Linked DNA regions of Rattus norvegicus: regions 1 and 2 are each linked to region 3. A link is a contact called in public Hi-C data. All regions are on one chromosome and are shown on one strand. The core of a region is the stretch at or near the end of the contact, and the rest is flanking DNA. Distances in the headings are between cores, read along the strand shown.

The links. A called contact is a pair of places that touch in the nucleus more often than the background predicts.
Region 1: a contact with region 3 is called in a Hi-C map of Schwann cells, with 7 times the contacts expected there. The contact joins the promoter of Erbin here to the enhancer-like site in region 3. A contact is called at or near these places in 8 of 12 Hi-C or Micro-C datasets (the A7r5 cell line, the Rat2 cell line, Schwann cells and 4 more) and 1 of 1 datasets of contacts at active chromatin or transcription factors (oligodendrocytes).
Region 2: a Hi-C map of Schwann cells shows a contact between it and region 3, with 2.0 times the contacts expected there. The contact joins two enhancer-like sites. A contact is called at or near these places in 3 of 12 Hi-C or Micro-C datasets (the Rat2 cell line, Schwann cells and mammary epithelial cells).

Annotation. Positions count from the first base shown.
Region 1 is chr2:36,758,619-36,763,550 of GRCr8, forward strand. Erbin (erbb2 interacting protein) reads right to left here and starts at 3,535. Exons shown (of 26, transcript NM_001427815.1): 1 at 2,767-3,535.
Region 2 is chr2:36,805,358-36,810,351 of GRCr8, forward strand. No RefSeq gene overlaps it. Among named protein-coding and RNA genes, the nearest start is that of Erbin, 46 kb to the left of the region's middle. Within about 2 kb of position 2,809, at least 48 of the 93 cell types and tissues checked have an H3K27ac peak or open chromatin away from gene starts, as enhancers often do. A contact at or near this core is called in Schwann cells, where this site is marked.
Region 3 is chr2:36,881,535-36,886,199 of GRCr8, forward strand. All of the region lies in intron 9 of Nln (neurolysin), which reads right to left. Among named protein-coding and RNA genes, the nearest start is that of Nln, 83 kb to the right of the region's middle. Within about 2 kb of position 1,942, at least 46 of the 93 cell types and tissues checked have an H3K27ac peak or open chromatin away from gene starts, as enhancers often do. A contact at or near this core is called in Schwann cells, where this site is marked.

The DNA of each region.
Region 1 (4,932 bases), core at 2,285-4,784, 120 kb before region 3:
AGCCATTCTGTGTTGTTGGTGCTTCTTAGACAACGAGACAGAAAAAAATGGATGAATAAAACAGCCAAGCTTAAAATGGAAGCAACAAAACAGGTGTATTTAAAGAAACTCTACATATGCAACAATTATAAAGAAATGTATTTGCTATCCAACATCACTAAATTCTGTATAATCCTAAGTATTTTGTAAGTATTGCCATAATCTTATTCTACAACAAAAAGCAACTTAAATAAGCAATTATCGCAAATAAATGCCCACATAAATACCTAATTTTCTCAAAATTTAAAGTATGCTCCTTAGCAGATGGTGTTTAATACAAAGTATTTTTGAAATGAAAAACAGTCAAAAATAAAAAATAAATAAAATGTCAAACAATCACATTTCAGAGGTTTACTACCAATGATTAGTGGAAAATACCTCTATAGTTATTACTAGGTTAAGAACAGCACAATAAAACTGTTTCCATTCTTTAACCTCTCTAAGCATTTTATACATGACATTGACAATAGCTTGCTCTTAAATGGCAAGGAATTGACATAATACTGAACCAGGTAAAGCTTTGAAAGCTCAATATTATTCTCATTAACAAGCCTCTTTACGCAATCCAGACAAACACTAGGAAGTATTTTATCTCACAATTTAATCGGGAGTTGGGAGGAAGGCTTTCCCTCACACAATGCTGAAAATACATAAATTTTAAGGCCATTCAAAAAGACTTCAAATCACTGTCTTTTAAATAAGAAATCTCTTTTCAGACCGTTGCTGCATTTTAAACAAGACTCCAAAAAATATTTGACTTGAAAATAGTATAAAACCTAAAACTCACTAAGCTAATTTGATGCTAAATTTACCCAACTTTAACTGCAAAATAAATGCCTTGTTGAGGAAAAAGGGGGAATCAAAGGTTCACAAAGGTGGAACCTCACATTTTCAACATGTCAAAAAGCTAAACATACTACTCTTTCAAAAATAACCTACTTCTTTAAAGGGTGGGTGTGTTAAGTAGGCATTTTCAAGTGACATGATACTTTATACAAAACAGAATGACACAAAAACATCTTTGCAAAGTGTTCATTCTCTAAAAGACTTGCTCTATTAAGGCTCTGAGGCTGAAGCCAAGTAGAAGCCATAAAAGGAAAGCGAAGTTCAATGTCATTTATTTTGTTCCCCTCTTTCATGTGCTCAAGAATAACCTCTTTCGCTGCCTAATTATATGTCCCCAAATCATAAAGTTCACCAGTTATGCACTTTAAACTCCTTCATAAAGCAGTCTGACTTTTAACAGGAATAACTTGATGGTTCACAAATCTCACCAATAAAATAAAAATGAAAACAAAAACTCCAGAGACCAGGCCCTAATAACACAACAACATAAATACTGGAAACAATTCTCTTTTTGAAATGTACTTAATAAAAGCCAAATAGCCAAGAACAAGTTGTGAACTCACTTGATCCTGATCTATAAAACCTATCTTTCCTCTTTCAACTAAAGGAAGTCAACTCTTTCCCCTCAAGTTTCTGGTAATTATTTTGGTAATATCTGATTAAACATCAATTTAAGCTTAAGCTACATCTACCTATAGTTAATATTTATTTAAAACACAGTATTATCTGTCACTTCCCTTACCACAAAAGCACTTGGGGGGAAGAGGGGAAGCAAACAAACTACACTTACAAAGGCACACAATTGAAGCACTACTAAGGGAAAAGACAGTAGGGTAGACTGCAACCAAAACTAGTTTTACCCATAAAGAAGGTTTCATTGGTTCAGAAGCGTTCCTAAGTCTGACTGGTGGAATGTCTGCCATGCTTCACGAATTCCTGCCCGCACAGTCTGTACCTATCACTTATTAGGCAGAACCAAACAAAACCAGATGGGCCAACACGAAAAAATATGAGGACCATACATCTGCAAAACAGCGCCACTTTTTCGCACAATGTGACTCTCCTGAAAATCTTAAGGATTTTATTTCTCTTCCCTTCCAATGTTGTTCCTAATCGGAACGGCATACAAGTCCTGACTAATCAACTTCTTGCAGGTGTTTGGGTTTTGTTTTGGTTTGGTAGCCATATCCTTCTCCGTCTCTATCCATACTCTTTACGACATTCTGCTTCCTAGAACGCCAGTTTCAAGAAAAATTTAGCAGCTGCTCGTCCTCAATCAGGTAACCAAACAAGCACTGTAAGCTACGGACTGAAAAGAAGGCATGACTTACTACAAGTAGTTCCTTGGCCGTCCAGAAAAAGCAATCGAGAATGGCAGGCAGGCAGTTTCTTAAGTCCAAAGAAAAAGACGTGCCTTAAAACGACCTCCATGTAGGATTAACGCGAAAACCAAAACAATCCACACCAACATAAACAAATGTGGCAGCCATCTCAGTGAGAGCGAATCAGTCTCTCCCCGCAGCGAGACTTAACTTTCTTCCGAAACAAAAGTTGCCAGACTCAGCAACTTGATATACATTGTATACGTCCCGGAACACTAAAACTTCTGGCCCTTATGCTCAACAAAGGAACTCTTTCTTCCGACGGCTGAAAAACTTTTCGTCCCACCACATTCTTACAACCCCATCTTAAAAAGAAAGGAATCCAGACGGTAGACGGGGCAAGGGGGTAAATCAGTTTTACTATTCAGTTGCTAAAACGACAAGGCATTCCGACCAGGGAGAAAGAAGTCAGACAACTCGGGCAGAGCGAGGTAGACTAAAGTACCGTCGCTTCCGGCCCACGAACTTGGCTGGACGCTTCCCGTAAAAAAAAAATTACCTCTCCGGGTGTCTCAGGGCAGCCGTCCCGAGGCTCGGCTTGACATGGTTTCCTGCCCTTCCTCAGTGGCTCCGGGCCCCGCCGAGGCTCCCGCGAGGACTAGGCGGATGTGGAGCTGCCGCCCGCAGCAGCGCGGCTGCTTCGGTGGGGGCTGGGGTGCGGGCTGGCTTCCTGCTTGCGACTTCTGTCAGGAGTTTCCCAGCCTCGTCTAGGTTCTCCGCCGAAGGAAAAAACTTTTCACTCGTGACACCGCCCGGAATTGCCGTGCGAAACTCACTTCCTGCCTGGGTGAAAAGCAGGATCCAGCTCGGTGCCCGGGAACCCGGAACCCCGGGGCGGCGCGCCGCCGAGGGGGAGGGGACGGCGCCCGCCCCGAGCCGCGGGACCTTGCGCGGCCCACGGGGGCGAGGACGCGGAGCTCCGCTGGCCTGGGCCGCACTAGGCCTCCGCCCCCACAGCCGCGCCGCGCGGGTATTGTCTCGAGTGCGCCGGCCGCACCCTGCGCCCGTCCGGCCCCCGCCGCCCCGAGCCGGAGCCGACCGGCCGCGCAGGCTGGAAGGCGACCGTCGGTCGGGCAGTCCGACCGGCCGGCCCGGTCTCTGCCACTCCCGCTCTAACCCTCCAGTCTCCCCGCCGCAGTCCCTGCGCTCTCCCCGGTTCTCCTTCCCCGCAGCCGCGGTGGCGCGGTCTCCTCAGGAGCTCGCGGGCCCGCGCCAGGGGCCGAGGCTGCGTCGCGCGCCGCCGCGCCACCTTCACTCGAGCGGGAGACGGAGAGGGGAGGCGAGGCGGAGGAGAGAAAGGAGGAGGCGGACCCGGGCCGGACCGGGGTGGAGGGAGTTTCTGCCTCACAGGCCGCGGCGGCAACAGCGCCACCGCCCCGGCGGCTAGGGGGCCGAGGCTGCGCGCGGCGGCGGCGGCGGCGGCGGCGGGGGCGGCGGCGGCGGCGGGGGCGGGGCGGCCTCCCGCGGGGGCGCCCCAACCGCCCACAGCCGGGCGAAGGCCGGCGCGAGCCAGTCAGCGCGCACGGGGTCTACGCGCCCGACGTCGGCGGCGGGGGGCGCGGGCCGGGGGCCGCGGGCTGGCTGGGAGGCGCGCGACGGGAGGCCCGCCCCCCGAGGCCGGGCCCGCCGAGCTCCCCCGTACGACCCCGCGAGGCCTCCGCCGCCCCGGCCGATCGAGTTTCTTTGTACGATCGTAATTGGTGCAAAGAGGTTGTTCAAGTGCAGCCCCGATTTCCAGGCAGCAGGTATCTCTTTCAGCCGCAGCACTCCGACATCCTCTAATGGCACGCTCAGGTTGCAGGAAACCACGGCCGCGGCTCCGTGCAGCTTCTTTCCACGCCGGGCCGGCCTCCGAGCTTGCTGGAAGCGGCGACGCGCCTGGGGCCCCTCCGAGGAGACAAAGCTGGTGCTGGGAAGGGGAGCGGGGCCCGCGAAATTGCCTCAAGACGGTGCCTTTGTTAGAGGAAACATTGGATGCACTCCGAGCGCTGCGCAGCCTTCCAGCCCCTACGCTTTCGGGCGTGCAGTCGTTCAGTCGCGCTGGCCCTGGTAGTTCTGCCTGGCAGGGTTTGCGTTTATTGCAGAGAGAGACTTAAGCATTCTGTCAACACATATGGCTTAGAAAGCTTCAACCATAACATTGCCGTTTTTACAGTTACTGCTTTAAGTATGTTAGCAGACAGAACATCCTTGTTTTACCCGAGGGAATGGAATAGATTCTGGGCAAACCATCGTCCACCCCCACTCTTCTGTATTAACTATGCACAGGGATGGTAATTAGCCTCTGGGTCCTTCAAGCCACTGGTTCAGTACTTCCGTCTGTAGCCCAGAGATAATTATTCATCACCAACTTTGAATAAAAAGCTATATGCCTTACAGATGAGTTTTGGCTTGCATCCAAGGGAATGAGTTCACGAAGTCCACCAAAGAATTATTTACTAAAGTGAGTTCTACGCCAGAGACGAATACTTGGAATAACTCCAAAGATATTCAAGTCATTTTGAATCGAAGTGGAAGCATTTTAGCTACCCCCAAAACTGCTAGTATTAACACGAACATAAGATTCTTAGCACAGAGGACAGTGGTATCAGGCCTCTGAAAACATTTGACAACAGCCCTGGGAATGGCAGATCTAGTAATTTCAATTTGGGAATCTAACTTACAC
Region 2 (4,994 bases), core at 1,559-4,058, 75 kb before region 3:
GGAGGAACTAAGGCGGCTGGGTTGTGCTTTATGTAGCTCAGGCAATGGCCGTGGGTTTGACACTCAGTACTACAAACAACAAAACCAAACCAAACGGAATAGCTGAAGAGTCTGAGTTCTTTCACTCTTTACTTAAGACAGAATAGATTGCTGTTGCAAAATTAAGAAACCACTAGGCTAGTGGTTCTGAACCTTCCTAATGCCGAGACCCTTTAATACAGTTCCTCATGTTGTAGTGACCCCAACATAAAATTAATTTAGTTGCTACTTCATAGCTGTGATCTGTTGTGAATTGCAATGTAAATATCTGATATGCATACTGTCTTAGGTGAAGCTTGTTTGATCCAAAGGGGTTGCAGCCCACAGGTTGAGGACCACCGCTCTAGGCTAATATTAGTTATCTGTGTTCCAATGCACAGGGTAGAAGGGATTAAAGACTTTGAAAGGGCGTATCATTAACCACATGGGAAGAGAACAGTGTGAGAAAGTCTTGGAGGCCCACTGTCCAAAATAAGAATTCCACAGCACACTGGTCGGGCTCCCTTCGGAAGAATGGCAGCGTTCTGTTCTGTCAACTCTATTCCTTTACCCTTGGTTCAGGAGTGAGAAGAGCAGATAGATCAGGAATTAGCAGGATCTATAGTTAGACTTTCACAGACGATCGTATGATCAGGCAGAAACTTGTCTAGGCAGGTATCATGCTCAGAGGAGGAATGTAACAAGGAAGATGCCAGAGGATATAAGGAACACGGTGGCGGTAAAGGGAAATGGAAAGGCTGTTAGCCACTGTGCCCTGACAGCAACACCAGGAAAGTCCTTATAAATCTTTGGTCCTAAAACCAATTAATACTCTTTTTTTTTCTTTTTTTCGGAGCTAGGGACCGAACCCAGGGTCTACCACTGAGCTAAATCCCCAACCCCCAATTAATACTCTTAATTCACGCAGCTAGGCTAGGTTCCATGGGAGCCACTGAGACATTGCTTTTGACCTAAGACCCAGCTTGAAGTCATGCTCTAAGCTGGAGGCTAGATCTCCATTCTTTCATTCCAGGGATGAGCTGGGCCAAGCAGAGGTAAACCATAGAAAATCAATTGGTGAAAAGAAGAGCTGGAGTAGCACATGCCAAGAGGTAGATGACAGCCCGGTGACAGTTTCATCAGGTATCCTGGCATAAACCTCTAACCCCAGAGTGTGAGAGACTGAGGTAGGAGGGTCAGGCATTAGAGCCTTACCTAGGCTAAGTAGTAAGACTTTAAAAAAAAAATCCTAGTGTAATATTGGTGAATTTCATATTGACAGGCAAGCGAAGAGAGGCTTGGAAAGAGTCTATGCGTGATTACCCCTTTACCCAGTTCAAGAGCAGCAACACTGAAAAATGGCAGCAATAAGAAGTAGCAGCCTTGGGGCCAGGCTGATGGAAGGTGGAATACCAGCTGAGAAAGGGTCTGGGAGGACTCCTGTGGTTGCAGGACTTGTCCCATACCAAAGTCTGGGTAGGGATTACGTGGAGCTATTCGAGATGTAAAGCTTCTAATGAACTAACGTTTATTTAACATTTATCAAATATAATTTATCAAATTTTAAATATTTATCAAATATTAAATATTTGTGTGTATATATGCATATATATGAACACATACATATATAATCACATAGGAAGTGATATATATATCATATATGTATATGTATTTATATGCATATATATATGCTTTTGGGGGGTTGGGGTAAAAAAAGGGGTCCCGCTTCTCACCCCTGGATGGCTTGAATTCACCGTGGAGACGAGGCTAACCTTGAACTCACCGAGATAGGCCTGCCTCTCTACCTTTGGAGCGCTGAGATTATAGGAACGCCACCATAAACAGGCCCAAGGTAGCAGAATCCGGATCTGGGTAAGTTTACTGTGCCAGCCTGGGTCTTACAAAATAGCGCAGGCTGTCCTCAAACTTGCTATCCTCCTGCCTCAATGCTAGGATGGCGTGCGACTGCCATCACACCTAGGAAAACAACTCGCTTTAAAACACGCTACTTTCCTTCCTGACCCCCCACTCAACTTAGATTAAGTAAGCCAAGGGCCCTGGCCGGGTTACAGCTGAGCTGGTCTTCCTGGGAAAATGAAACATACGGTGGAGAATTCTTACATTTCCTCTGTGTAGAGGCGGTGCTCAGATAGTGTCCTTCAGCCCGTCACTGGAGGCAAGGGCATACTCTGTTTCCCAAGATGTGAGAGTGATGTGGGCGAATCTGGACCCTCATACAAAGCAGGGAGGAGCTACAGAGTCAGGCAGAGATGCTTACCCGGGACTACCAGAGACAGCAGAGGCTTTGCAGGGCGAAGAGGGTTTGTGGCTCCCCTGGCCTAGGAACAAGAACAGCACCCGAGTGAGCGGTGGGGTTAAACTGTAGATGAGGATCGCTGTGCGGCTCCAGTTCCGGACAGCGAGTCAGAGCAGGGCTTAGAAACAGCACTGAAGCCACAGCAAGCCCTGGGAAGCAGCAAGGGAAACCTGAAACCTGGGCTCATTCGCCTAATCAAGGGTCCCACAAGGAGGTAGCAGGCTCGTCAAACAAAAGCAATCCTGCACTTCTTCAGGATACTGCATAGCTTTCGGCTGGGAGATAAAAAAAAAAAAAAAAAAAAGATGTCAGTGACAGAGTGCACAGAACAGAGTGGCAAGAACGGGGTTGCTAATTGTAATTTTTAGATCAGCGAGTACAAGACCGGTTTGTCTGAGACCAGACATAGATGCCATTGTAACCGAGCAGCACTCCGTGCAGTCATTTAAGGATAACAGTAACCATTTTAGCATGCAAAGATAACAGTGCCGTCAGAAACAACAGCTGCATCGGAGAATGACACTGTGGTCATTAGAGACCAGCACCAACCAAGCAATCAAATGAGAGTCCAGTAATTAAGTTAGAGATCGGTCCGGGCTCGCGGGTCCCGCTTGCCAATGTCACTTACCAAAAACAATTTTGCTGCTTCAGATGGCAGCCGGAGAGGTGAGAATGTAGTTCCCAAAGACAAGCAGGCTGTGCTTCTGTGTTTACCTCCCTGAAACGTGTGGCCTACAGTCTTCCTTCTTTGCCTGAATCCATTCATGCTTCTTCTTTCCGTCGGATCAGATGTGCATAAGTCTTTTTTTTTTTTTTTAAAGATTTATTTTTTTTGGAGGTGGAGGGATGGCTCAACCATTAAAAATGCTAGGCTTAGGGGTTGGGGATTTAGCTCAGTGGTAGAGCGCTTGCCTAGCGAGCGCAAGGCCCTGGGTTTGATCCCCAGCTCTGAAAAAAAGAAAAAGAAAAAAAAGAAAAAAAATGCTAGGCTCAAAACCAAAAAGACTGTACAGTGTGTGTGTGTGTGTGTGTGTGTGTGTGTGTGTGTGTGTGTGTGTGAGCGTTGTGTGTGTGGTTTTTGTGTGTGTGTGTATGTGTGTGTGTGTTTCTGTGTGTGTGTATGTGTGTGTGTTGTGTGTGTGTATGTGTGTTTTGTGTGTGTGTGTTGTGTGTGTGGTTTTGTGTGTGTGTGTATGTGTGTGTGTTTCTGTGTGTGTATGTGTGTGTGTTTCTGTGTGTGTGTGTTTTGTGTGTGTGTTGTGTGTGTGGTTTTGTGTGTGTATGTGTATGTGTGTGTGTATGTGTGTGTGTATGTGTGTGTTGTGTGTGTATGTGTGTTTTGTGTGTGTGTGTTGTGTGTGTGGTTTTCTGTGTGTGTGTGTGTGTGTGTGTGTGTGTGTGTGTGTGTGTGTGTGTGTGTGCCATGTGCATGTCTGGGCCTGTGGAAGTCAGAGAAAGGTACTGGGTGCTCTGGAATTGGAGTTACAGATGGTGAGAGCCACCATGTGGGTGCTGGGAATGTAACCCAGGTCTTCTGCAAGAGCAACAGGTGCTCTTAACCACTGAGCCATCGCTCCAGCCCCAAGAAGTTCATTATTTTAAAATGAATTGTTATTCTTTGGGGTTTTTGTTGCTTGTTTGTTTGGTTAGTTTTTTTTTTTTTGTTTGTTTGTTTGTTTTTTGAGACAGAGTTTCTCTGTGTAGCCCTGGCTGTCCCTCTGTAAACCAGACTAGTCTTGAGATCTACCTGCCTCTGCCATGCTGTGATTATTTTTTTTTTATTTTTTGTTTGTTTGTTTGAGACAAGGTCTTGCTATGTCATTTAGGCTGGGCTCAAACCCACTATATAGTTCAGGCTGGCTTCAGTTTTTTTAAATATGTGCTTGTGTTTTGCCTGCACATGTTTGTGTGCATCGCATTTGTGCATTGCCTGAGGAGGCCAGAAGAGACCATCCAATCCCCCGGAACTAGAGTTACAGACAATTTTGGCTGCCATGTAGGAGCTAGGAATTGAACCCAGGTCCTTCAGAAGAACAGTCAGTGCTTTTAACCACTGAGCCATCCCTCCAGCCACTTGGCCTCAAAATGCCCGCTCCTCCTGCCCCAACCTCTTGTTTCACATGCTGAGACTGTAGGCACATGCCACCATCCCTAGCAAATGTATATTGTCTGTATCAGCTTTCCAGGTCAGATCCTCTGTTAGCTATACCAAAATTCCTTCTTACGTCCATGGCTCCTGCACTAGCAGCCAAAAGACTTGGATGGTTGTTTCAAGAATCCTTTCCCTAGGGAGACTTTCCCCGTTACAAGATCCCAACAACAAGTCAAAGGATGACTTTATGAAAAGTTCAACCTGAGAGCCAATGAGTTCAATGTGATTACTTACAAAGCTTAGATGAGGGGCTGTTTGTGGGAGCATGGGTGACGTCAAAGCTACCACACTGCAAAGTCTTCACCTGCAGGGAATGATGGGTTCTTATGGCCACATAGACAGAGTCCCCTTAGTTAACCTTCCTATCCTAAATACTCTCATATCTTCCCCCACAATCAAAATTGAGGCGGAACTACAGATGTCTGGGGGGAGAAGCAGTTGGAATTTCAGGTGAGGGTATAACAGCCCTCTCCCCTCCCTTCTTCAGACAGAACAGCCAGTGATGGG
Region 3 (4,665 bases), core at 692-3,191:
GAGCTAGACTTTGCAGAGACCAGTGGCCTGGAAGGCAAGCCTGCAGATAGATGAGTTGCAAGAGGGCGAGGGAACGTGAACACAATGAGAAAGAAGCAATACACTCAACGTTCAAAACCTCTGTGGTGGGAAGAAGGGACTCGCTTTCTCAGGGGGCCTGGCCTAAGAGCTCTGAAAGCCAAGTTTCAAAACACTCTCGATTGAGTGTGATGTTGTGAAAAGCGCCCAAGCAGAAAGGCAGAGCTTTCTCACAATAGGCCCGTGGCTTGTTTTCTGCTGTTTCCGTTCTCTTTCTCTGGGGTAGTGTTTTTGAATCATCACTATCCACAGAGCACTTGCAAGCCGTGAGCAACAGAGAAGAGTTAGCACTGAGCCACAGGGTCGGCTATAGGATAGGACCCTCCTGTTTCCCGTGCCTCCACCCCATTTCCCCTCCTGATGCTTCACATCCCAGCACTATTCATTACCCCAGGCTCTACAAAGGAGAAACCAGGAAGAGGACTTAGCCACGGAGAAGGCAGCAGATGGGGTGCCAAATCAGCAGTGTATAACCATTTTGCTTTTGGCCCAGGGCACAGGCACAGATGTCAGAATGACAGCACATTCTGCCTTCCTCTCTATGCAAAATACTCTGCTTGACTTCACGTTATAATTGTGCTGATTCTAGATAGGAAAGGCTGCAATACAAAGGTCCAAGCAGCACTGGAATTGGGGCACCTCTGTTGAGGACATACCCCATCCCTCAAACCCCACTTTCTGCCCCCATTTGTACAGGGGAAGAGGCAAAGACCCCAGAATGAGAGCATTTTGCCTCATTCTGGTATGTAACACTTTAAGATTGCATTCACATTACAGGTAAATGCCAGTGCCCAGAGAAGACTTCTCCTGGGCTCTTTTGTCTGGCTCTGACATGAACAGTATGACTTAAATCTCTATACAAGAAGCTCAGGATGGTCTGGTTGGTAACATTTCTGTTCCAAAGCATGAGGACCTAAATTCCATGGCCAGCACACAGGTAAACGAGCAGGTGTGGTAGAGACGCACTTGTAACGCCAGCGGGTGTGGTGCCATGCGCACCTGTGATCCCAGCAGCTGGGAAGTGGAATGAGAAGTGTTGCCAGGTAACCAGGAAACCAGCCTGGTATCAGGCTCAGGCACCAGTGGGAAACTCTGACTCAGAAAGAAAGGTGGGCAACTACTAGGGAACAACAGCAGAGTCTGGCCTCTGGCTTCCACACCCAGGTGTACAAATGTGCACTTGTACACACATGAACATGTGCATGTAGCTCCTCCACCCCCACATTAGTGTATGGTGCACATTCGATTACTTCCGTTGGTGAATGAAGGCAACTGAAGCACACGCAGAATAATAGCAGACGTAGGATTTAAAACCAGATGGCAACAGGAAGACACTCAGCCACAGAGAAGGCAGCAGATGAGCCTAAAACTTATAATCTTAACAAGGATGTTCTAATCTAGTGCATCTTTACTGTACACACAAAAAACACCCCAAACCAAAAAAGCTCCCCAAACAAACACCCTTCTCCTTTGTGTGAAGAATTAGAGTGCCATCTGAGTTAAGTTCCCCAAGAAACATTACTTCCTCCTGAGACTAGAGGAGACTCAAAGGAGGCTGAGGTAAACAAGGTTAGGCTGTGCAACTATCTATTCTGAGGCGGCAATGAGGAAGGCATGGTTCTCTGATGCATAGCTTTTAAACAGATACTAGCAGTACAAACAAGGGGACATCAGCCATCAGCTACCAACATACAACACGACAAAATCAGAAGCTTTGTAAATCTTGCTTGTGTAAAGGCAACACACACACACACACACACACACACACACACACTGGGGGAAGGGTCTGCTCAGTATCCAGGGGGGGAAATGAACAGATGAGTCACTCATGAGTTAGAGCTGAAATTGGACAAAGAAGAATCCACATGGTTATGTTACCAGCATGGAGAAGAGAGGGCCTATTCTCCCTAAGTCTGCTAGCGGGGCAGAACACTGCCAATGAATGAACAGATCAACAATGTTCTCAAAAGAACAAAAGGAAATGTTTGTGAGGAAGGAGTAAAAGCTAAAAACAGCTCGACTGCTTACAGATTTCCCAAAAGTCAGCCAGGCTGTGCCTTTGTGAACCCTTTGGGCAACATCAATTAAATATTTTTCACATGAGGAAAAAAAAATCCTACGAAATTCAGAAGCTCAATTTCCAGCAAACAACTAAATTCCCTGGCCAAAGGATCCCCCTTTGAGGGGGTCTTGTGCACAGGACTGTGGAGTGGATAGCTGAATTGGCACTCACTACCGACTATCCACTTCCAAGGTTTAGAGTCCTAGAGTAATTGCCTACTTAGTTCTTAGCATGATCAGTTTGGGGATGTTAAAAATAATAAAGGCTAGCAATGTTCATCTATCTCCCAGATAAAATTAAGTGTTATGCCAGCCATGAAACAATCCAATTGGCAACTCAGAGCACACTTCTTGCAGAAAATGTTTTGATCACAAGAGCCTAGAAAAATATGGTTAGCTTAGGTTTCTGTTTGGATGGGGATTTTTGAGAGGCAAAGTTACCTAATATGAGAATTTTCTTTGTGTTTTTTTCTAAAGACTCATTTTATGTGTGTGGTGTTTTGTGTGCATGTACGTATACAGGCATGCATGCCTGGTGTCCGTGGAGGCTGGTAGACGGTGTTGCATCTCTTGGAACTGGAGGTATAGATGGTCATGGGCTATCATGTGGGTGCGGGGAACTGAACCTGGGTCCTCCCCAAGAGCAACATTTTTTTTTTAAACTACTGAGCTGCCTCTCTAGTCTAAATGTTTGTCTTTGTTTTACTATTCCCTGAACAGACATTAGGATGTCTAGAATATATTCCATTGCAGATTTAAAACGTGGGTCTTGCTGATGTAGAGATTAACCTTTAAACTTACACAGTAGAGTAAAATGACACAAACAACTAAATGTGTCATGTGAACACTCGTAACACCGAAGGTCAAAGTGTTATCGATTATTATTGTCTAATTAAGAGACCAACTCCTTTTATTGGTTACAACTATGGGTCATTTTCATGATAACAAATTCCAAAGCAAAGAAAAGGCCGCTGTTGGAATGAGTAAGTACAGTATGCCTAGGAAAAATGATGGGCCTCAGGAGAAGGGACCTTGGCTGACCCAAGTGGCCTACTGTTGGTTTAATAGCATGTGGTCCGCATGCTAATCTGTCTGATCTACCCCACATCTACAGCTAATGGAGAAGTTCATGTACCAGGACAGGACACTAACAACAAGTGGTCGCTAGCTACTAGACTTTCCTATTACTAGATGGGTAAGAGGTCATGGTTTTATCTCCCAACATATCTCGCCATCACTGGAAGAAGATACGAGAAACAGTTCATCTCTTCTTAGTCTTCACAGCAGTCCTGCAGCTCAACAGGTCAGTCAAGATCTAGGACAGGAAGAAACACGATTTGGGAAAATCTTCAATGTCACAACTGAACTTCATGGGTTTGCCTTCAGGTACCTATGCTGTTCTAACTAGGCACTTATTTAAACTGCTCCTTTTCAGAAGAAAACAAAAGTTCTACCTAACCTGGACATGAGGTCAGAGCGTGAACCTGGCTTCCCATGGCATGCCTGCCGGCCCAGCTCTTGGTCGGTGCACTGAGGCGTGAGAAGAGTGCAGTGTGGAGAATGTAGCTCAGGTAACTCAAAGACTGCTTCTCTCAGGCTCCGCTGGGCCTCGAACCAGCCTCATGTCTTCTCATGGGGTTCTTTGAGTACTTAACGTTTCCTTTGTCCTACTTCTCTTGACAGAGTTAGGCTTTCATGTCCTTGAATCTTAAAAATTCAAGACACTCTAACTTCTTAGTTTGAATTCTATCCTACCATTCTTTGTATATTGTGCACAAGAGATAATAATTCTGCTTTAAAAAAAAAAAAACCTGTGGTTGGGGATTTAGCTCAGTGGTAGAGCGCTTGCCTAGCAAGTGTAAGGCCCTGGGTTCAGTCTTCAGCTCTGGGGGAAAAAAAAGACAAAATAACAAAAAGACCAAAAACAAAACAAAACAAACAAACAAACAAACAAACAAACAAAACCCCTGAGCATTCTTTGTCTTAAAAAAAAAAACCAAACTTTCTCTTATTACCAAAAATAACATAATACAGGGTCTGGAGGGGTTGGTTGAGTGGTTCAGAGGACTGACTCCAGAAGACCAGAGTTCAGTTCCCAGGACTGTCCTGAGGGCTCACAACTATCTGAAACTCTAGCTCCAAGGGATCTGCTGCCCTCTTCTGGTTTCCACTGGCATCCATAAATATAAAGACAGACACATAAAAGTAACCTTTTAAAAAGCTAAAAAAGTATATTTAAAAATCGTAGTGAACAAAAGAAATAAGCAAATTTCCAAACACATATTATACATGTGCACATTTTGTTTTATGTTAGCATTTATTCTATGTTGACATATATGTACGTACTTATACACAGATTAAAAAACAAAATAACAAGAAAAGGGATCCTCAATGAAATCATGTCTGATGTCAAAGTCACAAACTCTAGACGTCCACAGGGACATATGAACTGGAGTCATTTGCGCTTCGCCCTGCTCTCAGAACACTGCCTACTAACTGAGAGAGAAGCCCAGCATCCATGGAGAC